Linked DNA regions of Zea mays: region 2 is linked to region 1. The links are chromatin contacts, called in public Hi-C maps. All regions are on one chromosome and are shown on one strand. Each heading gives the region's core, a stretch centred on a gene start, on an enhancer-like site or on the middle of the called end of the contact. The rest is flanking DNA. Distances are from core to core; before and after follow the strand shown. Region 1 holds the start of LOC100192481. Region 2 holds the start of LOC100192078 (FAD/NAD(P)-binding oxidoreductase family protein).

The links. A called contact is a pair of places that touch in the nucleus more often than the background predicts.
Region 2: a Hi-C map of leaf shows a contact between it and region 1, with 8 times the contacts expected there. The contact joins the promoter of LOC100192078 here to the promoter of LOC100192481 in region 1. A contact is called at or near these places in 2 of 25 Hi-C or Micro-C datasets (leaf and leaf mesophyll).

Annotation. Positions count from the first base shown.
Region 1 is chr1:183,671,969-183,676,576 of Zm-B73-REFERENCE-NAM-5.0, reverse strand. It overlaps LOC100192481, which reads right to left and starts at 2,378. Exons shown (of 5, transcript NM_001137701.1): 1 at 2,305-2,378; 2 at 188-1,151; 3 at 1-86. The coding sequence starts at 1,039.
Region 2 is chr1:184,576,689-184,581,296 of Zm-B73-REFERENCE-NAM-5.0, reverse strand. It overlaps LOC100192078 (FAD/NAD(P)-binding oxidoreductase family protein), which reads right to left and starts at 1,973. Exons shown (of 15, transcript NM_001137501.1): 1 at 1,870-1,973; 2 at 1,577-1,771; 3 at 1,332-1,445; 4 at 1,137-1,224; 5 at 899-1,044; 6 at 698-799; 7 at 343-414; 8 at 147-246. The coding sequence starts at 1,579.

The DNA.
Region 1 (4,608 bases), core at 1,129-3,628:
TTGGCGGCTCCAGCCCCCGCTACCATGTCGAAGGACGAGACCACGCTCTGCATTTGGTGGTAGTAGTGCTTGTACTTCCGGTCCACCTGGGAATAATACGTTTCCACAGCATTAAGAAAAAAAAAAGAAATTATGAAGAAGAAGAAGAGGAGGAGGAAGAAGAAGTTTTCAGTTTTCAGTCACCCACCTCGTCCAGCATCGCCATCAGCTTCGCCATCTTGTTCTGAAGCTCCTGCTTCTCGGCAGTAGAAAGCTCCGGTGCAGCGTTGGCGCCAGACTCCTGCGGACCCTCACTCTTGGGCCCTCCTCCCTCGTTCTCCTTCCCTTCCGTCTTCCCTGCCTCCACCTGCTCTTTCTGGGCCTTCTGCTTGATGCTGTTCCAGACGTTGACGACCTCGTCAAGCAGCTCCTGTGCCGCCTTCAGATACCTCGAGTTCCGGATCGCCCGCGACGGCTCCGAGCCAAGGCCGCCGCTGCCGCCGCCGCAGCCATGGTCGTAGGAGTGCGGCGACAGCATGTCTGCCTTGACGACAGGCCAGTACGGCAAGGCAGGCGCCATGATGTGCGTGTTGAGGCTCAGAGACAAGGAGCCTTGGCCGCCCTGCGCCGGCGGGCCGTGGCTGCCCAGAACGCCGAAATCGAGCTGTATGCCATTCGGGGCGTCGTCATGGATGGCATCGGCTGCGCTGCTATGTGATCCTGATCCATCCATCATGCGCATCAGCACCTCGTCCTTCATGCCTCTGGCTAGGCCGAACGAGCGCCGCTGCTGCCCCAGCATGTCGGGCTCGATCTCCCTGGCAGACGAGTCATGGGACATCACCGAAGGATGTCCAGGTTCAGGCATCTCGATGCAGTCCTGCTGGACGCCGCCGAAATCCGTGTACGGCCCGCCAGAAGCCGGGCTGTTCAAGTAGAGCAAGTTCCCCAGAGCCGACGGCAGAGGAGGGTAGGACGCGGTGCCATTGCCGGGGTCTCTGGAGTACATGTTCTGCGACGGCTCCCTTTCACTGCCCTGGCTCGAGTAGTAGGTAGCCATCGTGCAGCTCTGGCCGCTCGGCTGATGATGGCCACCACGATCGAACCGCCTTGGAGACTGACTGATGAACGAGGTTTCAGCAGCCGACTGAAAGCTTCAGCTTACGGCGTTCCTGAAATCGAGTCACAAGAAATCCAAGATCGATTATAAGTTCTCTCTTCTCTGCAGCAGTATAAATGACACGCCGATTTAGTACCCAAAAAAAAACAGAAACTTTGTTCGCAAAAAACGGTTTAGTACGAAACAAAATTCGATCTGCTATACCAAGACAAACAATCACACGCCTCAAGAAACCAAAAATCAAATAATTCGAACTAATAAGCCCTTTTTCTGTTCAATCTGGGAGAAGAGATAAAACTGCTTAGCCTCCTCGTCCACGGTCTTGAGGCACACACAACAAAAACAACAAAAAAAATTCTAGTAGAAACTATATATTCACGACGTAAAAGTGGCTGAAAGCAGGAGAGAATTAGGAGGCAAAAAAAAAAAAACACCCGCAGCTTTAATTCAGTTGTGACTGGCACAGTATTTCTACGGATTGCAGCTATACCAATCCGAACAGCTGCAACAACAGATGCGGCTGTATAATACTAGATAACAGAGAAGAAGATGAAAAGACGTAAGATTTCCTTGGTCGAAAAACGCACTTGGGGTGCAGTAATAAGTAATTGCAACACAGCACAAATAGAACCACATAAAAAAAGGGCAGGAGTAAAGGGAACAGAGCTTGGCTTTCTTCCAATGGTAGAAACATCCAAAGAGGAAGGGGGAATTCGGAGAATTCATCCATCCCCAACCCCGAGGGCCCCAACGCTAGAAACAAAGAGAGAATTCGAAGGAACCGGGATACTACGTGGTTCGGCAGCATCATCAGTAACTTTGGTCGTCGGTGCGTACGGCAGAGCGAGGGAAGGAAGAACTTTGGTGAGCGCGTGCGCGTGCCACCACCTCAATCTCAGAAAACCCAACAGCAGCACAAGAAAAAGAAAAAAAAAAGACCAACTGATTCATCGTCCCGCGTCCGTGTCGAAACTGAATTCGGAGCTCAGTCTCTCCATCCAAATTCAGAGAGAAGAAACAGCAGCACCCTACCGACTCTCTGCTAATCGGCTCGGGAAGCGATGAACAGCAAGCGTGAGAAAGCAGAATTCAGACTACTTTTTTTTTTCTTCTCATCGGGCGAACCAGATAGAAGAATTCCGTCTGCTCATGCAGCAGCATGGTGCAGATTGTACTGAGAAAATGGGAGGGGAGGCGAGCTGGACCTGAAGGGTGTGCGTGGCGTGGTACTCTCATGGGGAGGGAGCAGGCGACAGGGATTGCCTCCGCAGCAACAAAGCTGATCCTGGTGAGGCTGAGAGGGTCGAGGGGAGGGGGAAGAAGGAGAAAGATAATAAATCCTCCCAATACGGGGGACAAAACCAGATCCTTCCCCGGATAAAATAACAGCTCCAGAAAGAAAGAAAAAAAAGGAGCTAATCTATAGCTCCCTTTCCTCCTCTTCCTCCTCTCTCTCCTCTGCAGAGCACCAGGCAGGCAAGAGTCTGAGCTCCCTCCCTCTCCTCCTTGACCTCGAGTGATATGGAAAAGGGCTGGGAGGGGACAAGAAGCTGGAGCTGAAGCTGTGCTTGGCTATAGCAGCACCCACTAACAACAGCACCAAATATGGAATAATGCGTGCCTCCTCCCTCCAAAAAAGAAATGATTTTTTGCCCCCACTTTATTAAATTAAATGTATGAATTGGTTGCTGGGCAGGCCAGGGTTAACTAACCCCTCCCTCCCTTCCCTTCGCTACTGTTGGGGCAGCTTGGAGTTTATTTGCTGGTGTAACCACCACAGGAGCAGAGCAGGAGTAGGAGCCGTCTCCTCTCCAGCTACTTGCCGCCGAGTTGTTTCTTTACGACAAAGCCTAGGCATCTGCATCTCTCGCTCGTTTTACATATCGTTCGCTGTCTATATCTATCTACCTTAGCTATAGCGAGCCCTTGTGCTGGCCTGCTATGGCTTCTCTTGTGCAGTAAAAAAAAACTGATTTGTGATGAAGATTGGTTTGTCTCGTGCAGTAAAAACAAGACTGATGAAAAAGCTGGAGATGGATCGCGTTGGAAATCACTGGTGACGACTCCCATCACTCCATCAGTGCCCGCTCCTATAGTGCACCCTGCTGCCCTTTTCCGTTGGTTCTGATGCCAGCTACAGCTGATGGGCGAGATACGCAGAATCATGAGAGAGAGAGAGAGAGATCATCTGAGGACAAAGGCATGGAGGCAGGCGAAGGGGATTTATCACGTGTGACACCCCCAACCCCAAAAACAATTAGTGGCGGGCGGGGGCCATCTCCCCTCCCCTCCCCCTTTCTTCTTCCTTGCAATTGCATTCCCGTCCCCACCACCTCCTCCTCGTTGGGTGGTCCACGAGCTTACGCGGTGGCACGGGTCCACCAACCAGACCAGACCCTCCCCTCATTTCTTTGTGCACCAAATTGCAGAGCTGGCTTATTAGCTAGCCGCACGTACGGCGTTGATGCTTACTAGCTAGTAACCTCTCTTCAAATCAAAGGTTTGCATGCATGGCCTGGGTGCTGACTGTGGTTAGAGACGGACGGACGGACGGATGGATGCCCTTCGTCTCATCATCTAGTCATCGATCTCCCAAGCTAACAACCAGTGGGTGGACCTAATACTATATTTATATAAACAATCCATTCCATCTAGGCTTGCATTGTCTTGGACTTCAAATCCATCCATCCACCCCTCCACTCTACCTGCAGTAAGTAGCCTGTAGTGTCGAGTGAGTGCATGCCTGCCTCTCCCTTTTTTATATCCTAGATTCCTAGCTACTGCCCACTTTCTTACAATCTACTGCCCAGTCTTTTCTTTTCTTTTTTTTACTTAATAATTTCCATGCACCCACTAATAATTAAACCACTTGTTAAGTTTGCTTCCGTGTTTTAAACATGGTAATCCGATCTGGTAAAAAGATGAGCAACGATCTATCCCAGATCACTCGCTACAAGCATACAGCCTCTACAGGAATTACATATATTATCTTTTGAGTAAAAATAAAGCCTCGCGCGACCGATTACCCCACCTACATGAATTACATATATATTATCTTCACAAGAAAGGAAAAAAATTTAATTAAAGATGCCTTGTTAGACCCGGGAAACGCATCGATTGGATGCTTCGATACAAGTTGAAGCCAGTTTCCAGCAACCGCCCGCCATCGATATATATCTTATTCGAACGAGATTAATTAGTTTGATCGCTACCTTGTTCTTTGGACGACGCCTGTCTTGGTAATAATAAGCTAGTAGCAGCTCTCCTTTGATTTTTGGTGTTTCGAAACATACATACATACATACATACATACATACATACATACATACATACATACATACATACATACATACATACCCAAGAAACATCCATTTGATCGTGAATTCCATCTCGGATCAAAAGACACGGCGATATAATCTAGTCGCCACAAAGAGTTTTGCGCCACTATTGATCTGCTACATGCATGCATATTTTCCAAACTTGCAGTGACAAGCTACACATCTGTCGTC
Region 2 (4,608 bases), core at 724-3,223, 910 kb before region 1:
AACAAAAGAAAGATGCAAGGGAGTGTTCTGGATCTACTGAATACAATGATGATCACAGACTACAAAACTAGAAAAATATAATAATGATGCCATTGCCCCCAATTGTGAATCTAGTGACAGTTCTGTATACTTTAATTGCACCATACCTTGGTAGTTGCACTGATGTAGCTCACGTGCTCCCCATGCCGACAATCGCAGCACAACAGGCCCACTAAGCCCCCAGTGTGTTACTAACATAGGCCCAGTCTGTAAAGACAAGTCACTTGTTGCAAGCGATGTGTATAACCAGTTGACTACCTCTCTAAGAGCCCGCCAATTGCTGAAAAGAAATGGCATGTTCACCTGAGTTAACTCGGGAACACTTTTTTGAACACCATCTAGCTTCAGTTTTGCTTTGACTATTGGAAATGTAACCTACATAGCAGAAAACACAGGGGTAAAAGTCATTGCCGCTCAGTACTCCTGTTATGAACAAAAATCAGCTGTGCGGTGAGGCTTCCTTCTGTAAGACGCATGCTTGATGTTTAATCATGTTCCTCCTCAGTAGCAATTAAATTATGGATACTAGTAGGCAGGTAAACAGAGGAAACTCATGTAATTTGGCTGCACGACTTATAAATTATCACTATTCTATTACTGGATAGAGTAATTCTTATCTCTTAGCATGGGATTTGAAACAGTTTATGTGGATGCATACCCCGGCGAGATCAGCCAGCCGCTTGTCTGCGATTTTAAATGTGAACAAGCTGGGAACTGGTGCAATAATGGAATGACCGAGTTGTGCAGCGATTGAATAGCCCTACAGGTAAGCAAGACGTTAACTGCGTACCATTTTGCCCTATGATATGGTGAAAAGATATGAATTTGCAACGAGAGGGGCAAAAAAGAATTTACGTACATGTTGGCTGCTACCTGTAGCAACCAAGATGTAATTAGCGTTGATATAATCAACAAGATCGGCAGTACGCTTCTCCACCTTGAGAACAAACTTCCCGTCTTGAGCAACAGATGCACTAGACACAGTTTTGCCGGCCTGCAGAGAAACTTCCATTTGGTTTTGAAGTGGTCAGGGAGTGGTGGCCACAGCATCAGGGGGAAATCAACAGGAAAGATAATAATTAATTAGCAAGAGGTACCCCCAAGCCTTCTTGCTTCGTTCAGTAGACAGTCTACAACTGAAGCTGAATTGTCAGTGACAGGGAAGACTCTGCCATCGTCCTCCGTCTGACAGTGACATGACAACCAACATGAGGAAGGGAGCAACATTAGCAACCAGTAGCTGCGGAGGAATGCATACAGAATACAAGATCCTGAAGCAACTAGTCGGCTACCTTAAGCTTTACACCGTGATCTGTGAACCAGCGCATGGTATCCTGCGGACCGTGAGCGGTAAAGAAGGATCCTCGGAGCTCCTTGTTCCCCCTTGGATAATTTCTCGCCAGTCCCTGCAAACCCCAGAACAACGGGCACTGCTAAATATGTTTGCAGCAGCACGAGAACGGCAGTGACAGGCCGGATGATGGCGTGGGCACCGACCGCGACCAAGATAGGAGTATGACGCGAGATTGCTCGTTACCATGGGCTCAAGGTGATGGCCATTGGTTACGTTGCAGCGGCCACCGCCGGAGATCTTGACCTTGGACAAGAACCTGCCTTTCTCCACAACCGCGACGTTGAGGTGCGGAGCAAGGGTCTTGGCCCTTATGGAGGCGTACACGCCCGCCGCGCCGCCCCCCACAACGACCAACGATGGCTCCTCCTCGTGCTGCCCCTGCACAGACGAGATGACACCAAGCTCAAACGCTGCGGCGGGCGGGGGACATCATGGCATGAAAAGAGCTTAGCGGCGACAGGGCACATGGGTCTTACCTGCTCGTAGGTAGGAGAGGCGGGGGTAGAAGAGAGACATCTCGTCCTGGAGAATACGGTGGCGCGGCGAGCGGTGGTGAGGGTAGGCTGGAGACACGGCGGCCATGGCGGCATTTCGTCGAACAGCTCCGCTGCTGCTACTGCTATATCTACGTGTGCCCAGCTGACGGAGGTGGGCGCTCTACACTTCACACAATCACCTTGATAACTGGGCCCACCCTCGTATCTAGTCTGGCCGCTTGTTAACGATGATTCTGGAATTGGGCCGGGCCTGCTTCTTCCAATTTGAGATCCATTCTACTGAAATTTGTACGCTGAATTTTATAAATTCCAACTGAGATCCAGAACGATGATTTTAAAATCCTCACATTTTAGTTTGGATAGCATAGCGCACGGAAGTAGTAGAATCAGCTATATGTAGTAGGTTCAGATTTCTCAAATAAAGAAGCTATATATGAACGTATATATCACAGCATGATGAGCCGATTTGCTGGCCACAAGAAAGCACAGCATATATATAACACACACATATATATATATGTCTGTGGCCCACCGGAGAGAACGAATTGAACTTGGTCCGGTTTCAGGCCTAGCTTGAGCGCCTTTTTTTTTTGTACAAAAGAAGGCGGAAGAAGAAGAAAAGATGGGCGTTCCTTTCCCTGTTGGATCTTTTCAGAAAGGCAAAGCAGCAGGAGCAACAAAGATGGTGCTCAAGAGCTTAATAATATAGGGTATGTTTGGTTTAACTTTTCTCTGACTAGTTTTTTCTAAAAATATGACTGTTAGAAGAATCTGAGTATAATAAAGATTACGTAAATGATTCTAACTTTCTTAAGGAAAAAATAATCCAGACTTTTTTTTGTTCCTTTGTGCGTTTTAACAACTATCTGGTCAAGTATCTAGCAGCTCAAGTGGCGGCGTGGAGCTGCTGTCTTCCCAGTGCTCACCCATGCTTGCACTACATACTACTCCCGCCGCGCTGACTGCACGTACGTACTAGCGTTCACATTTCCTTCGGTAGCTAGGCAACGCAGGCATCTTTCAGTTTGTCAGTTAGCGCTATCATCACCGGCGAGCATGGCATGGCATGGCAGGCATGCCTCTTTTTCAGTTTAATTTGTCAGTTAGCCTGATGCATGGAGGCTGGAGCCGTCTGCCCCACGTCGACGTACGTACTTACTATACGTGTGGGTTCAGAATTCCATTCATTCACACGCCTACTTGCACTTGCAGAGACAGGGGTATCAATATCATACTGAGAGTGTGTGTGAACAACGGTTCACTTCACCGCCCGGTCCAGTATCTGTGGCGGCGACAGAGCGTTCGGCGGTTTCACTCTACCCAAGCTGCTACAGTACGTAGCAGCAGAAGCAGGGTGACTTACTCCCTCGATTTCAGTGCACACATGTATTTGTTAGTTGTAGAAAAAAAGAGACCGTGTGATAAATAGATATGAGAAATAATAGTTTGTAATTTTAGTGTGATATAGGAGGATGATATAAAGTGAAACGATGTAGGTCTAGTTTAGATACTCTAGAACGAGAGAGATTGAAGTAGATTGAGATGTATTGTGATAGTATCTATTACGATCTCTACTTAGCTTGCTTCTAATCACTTAATAATACTGAACTCTATGTGCTTGTACCCAACCTAAACTCAGTCGTTGTCAGGATTAATAACGGACGTCGACGGCATATTGACAGGGCACATGCATGGACGGACTGAATTGAGGCGCCGGTCAGCCGGGGTGTCAATATTCAATAGTGAGGACAACAACGTAGATATGCACGCGATTCATACTTTTGTCTCGTGTATTAAAGACTAGTTTAGAACCGAATAATGTTGAAGGGACTAAAATTCTCTTCTTATTCAATTTTAATAAAAAGGGTTTATTTTAGCCCCTCCAACATTCTCCAGTATTTTAGCTCCTAAAATAAATAGCCCTAAGGAAAAACTTGTGTTGATTCAAAAAGACATCATCATCGATCACAACGACGTCCAACAAAAACAGATAATGTATATAAAAAAACACGCAACGATTGCACCCGACCGTTCTCTTTTGCTTTTTTATTTATTTTCTATAGATAGATAGCCGGTGCCATCTCGTCGACCCACCATTATATTTGGGTGCGGACAGATTGACTCGACATCTTCCTACTGCTGCTGCAGTACATCCGATAATGCAATAATTATTGTGATGACTAGTACTGATGATGGCAAAGTGATACATTCATGAACAGCACGCGGCCGGGTTGTTTATTTAATTGCAAAAAAAATAAATACAGTGGTTTGTTCGTCTTCAAAATAATATATATTATCAGCTGTCGTCGTGTGCGCTGGTGCATAATGATCGATCGATCAGGCTAGCAATGACAGTCGCAGACGCTCATGCATGGGGGTGCGGTTTTTAGGGGAAATGGTATTGGACGCATGCAGACATGTGTGCATGTGATCCCCAGCTCCAGCAGTAAATCACGCAAGCAACAAGAGAGACCAAAACCGTGTGTATCTACTACTACTCTATAAGACAGCAGTGTAGGCGTCCACACCCGTGTATGCCCCCGCCTCCACCCCACCCACTCTGCGCCATCCGCGCCCCACACTTCCCGTCTCCGGCGCCGCCGCTCCCGCAAGTAGGCGCCGGACCCATGCCCACCTGCACACCCCGACATCCCCGTTCTCCTCCGAGCGTGCACCGGACGCCTGCCATCTTTGCCTCCCTCCCGTCCGGACCTCCCC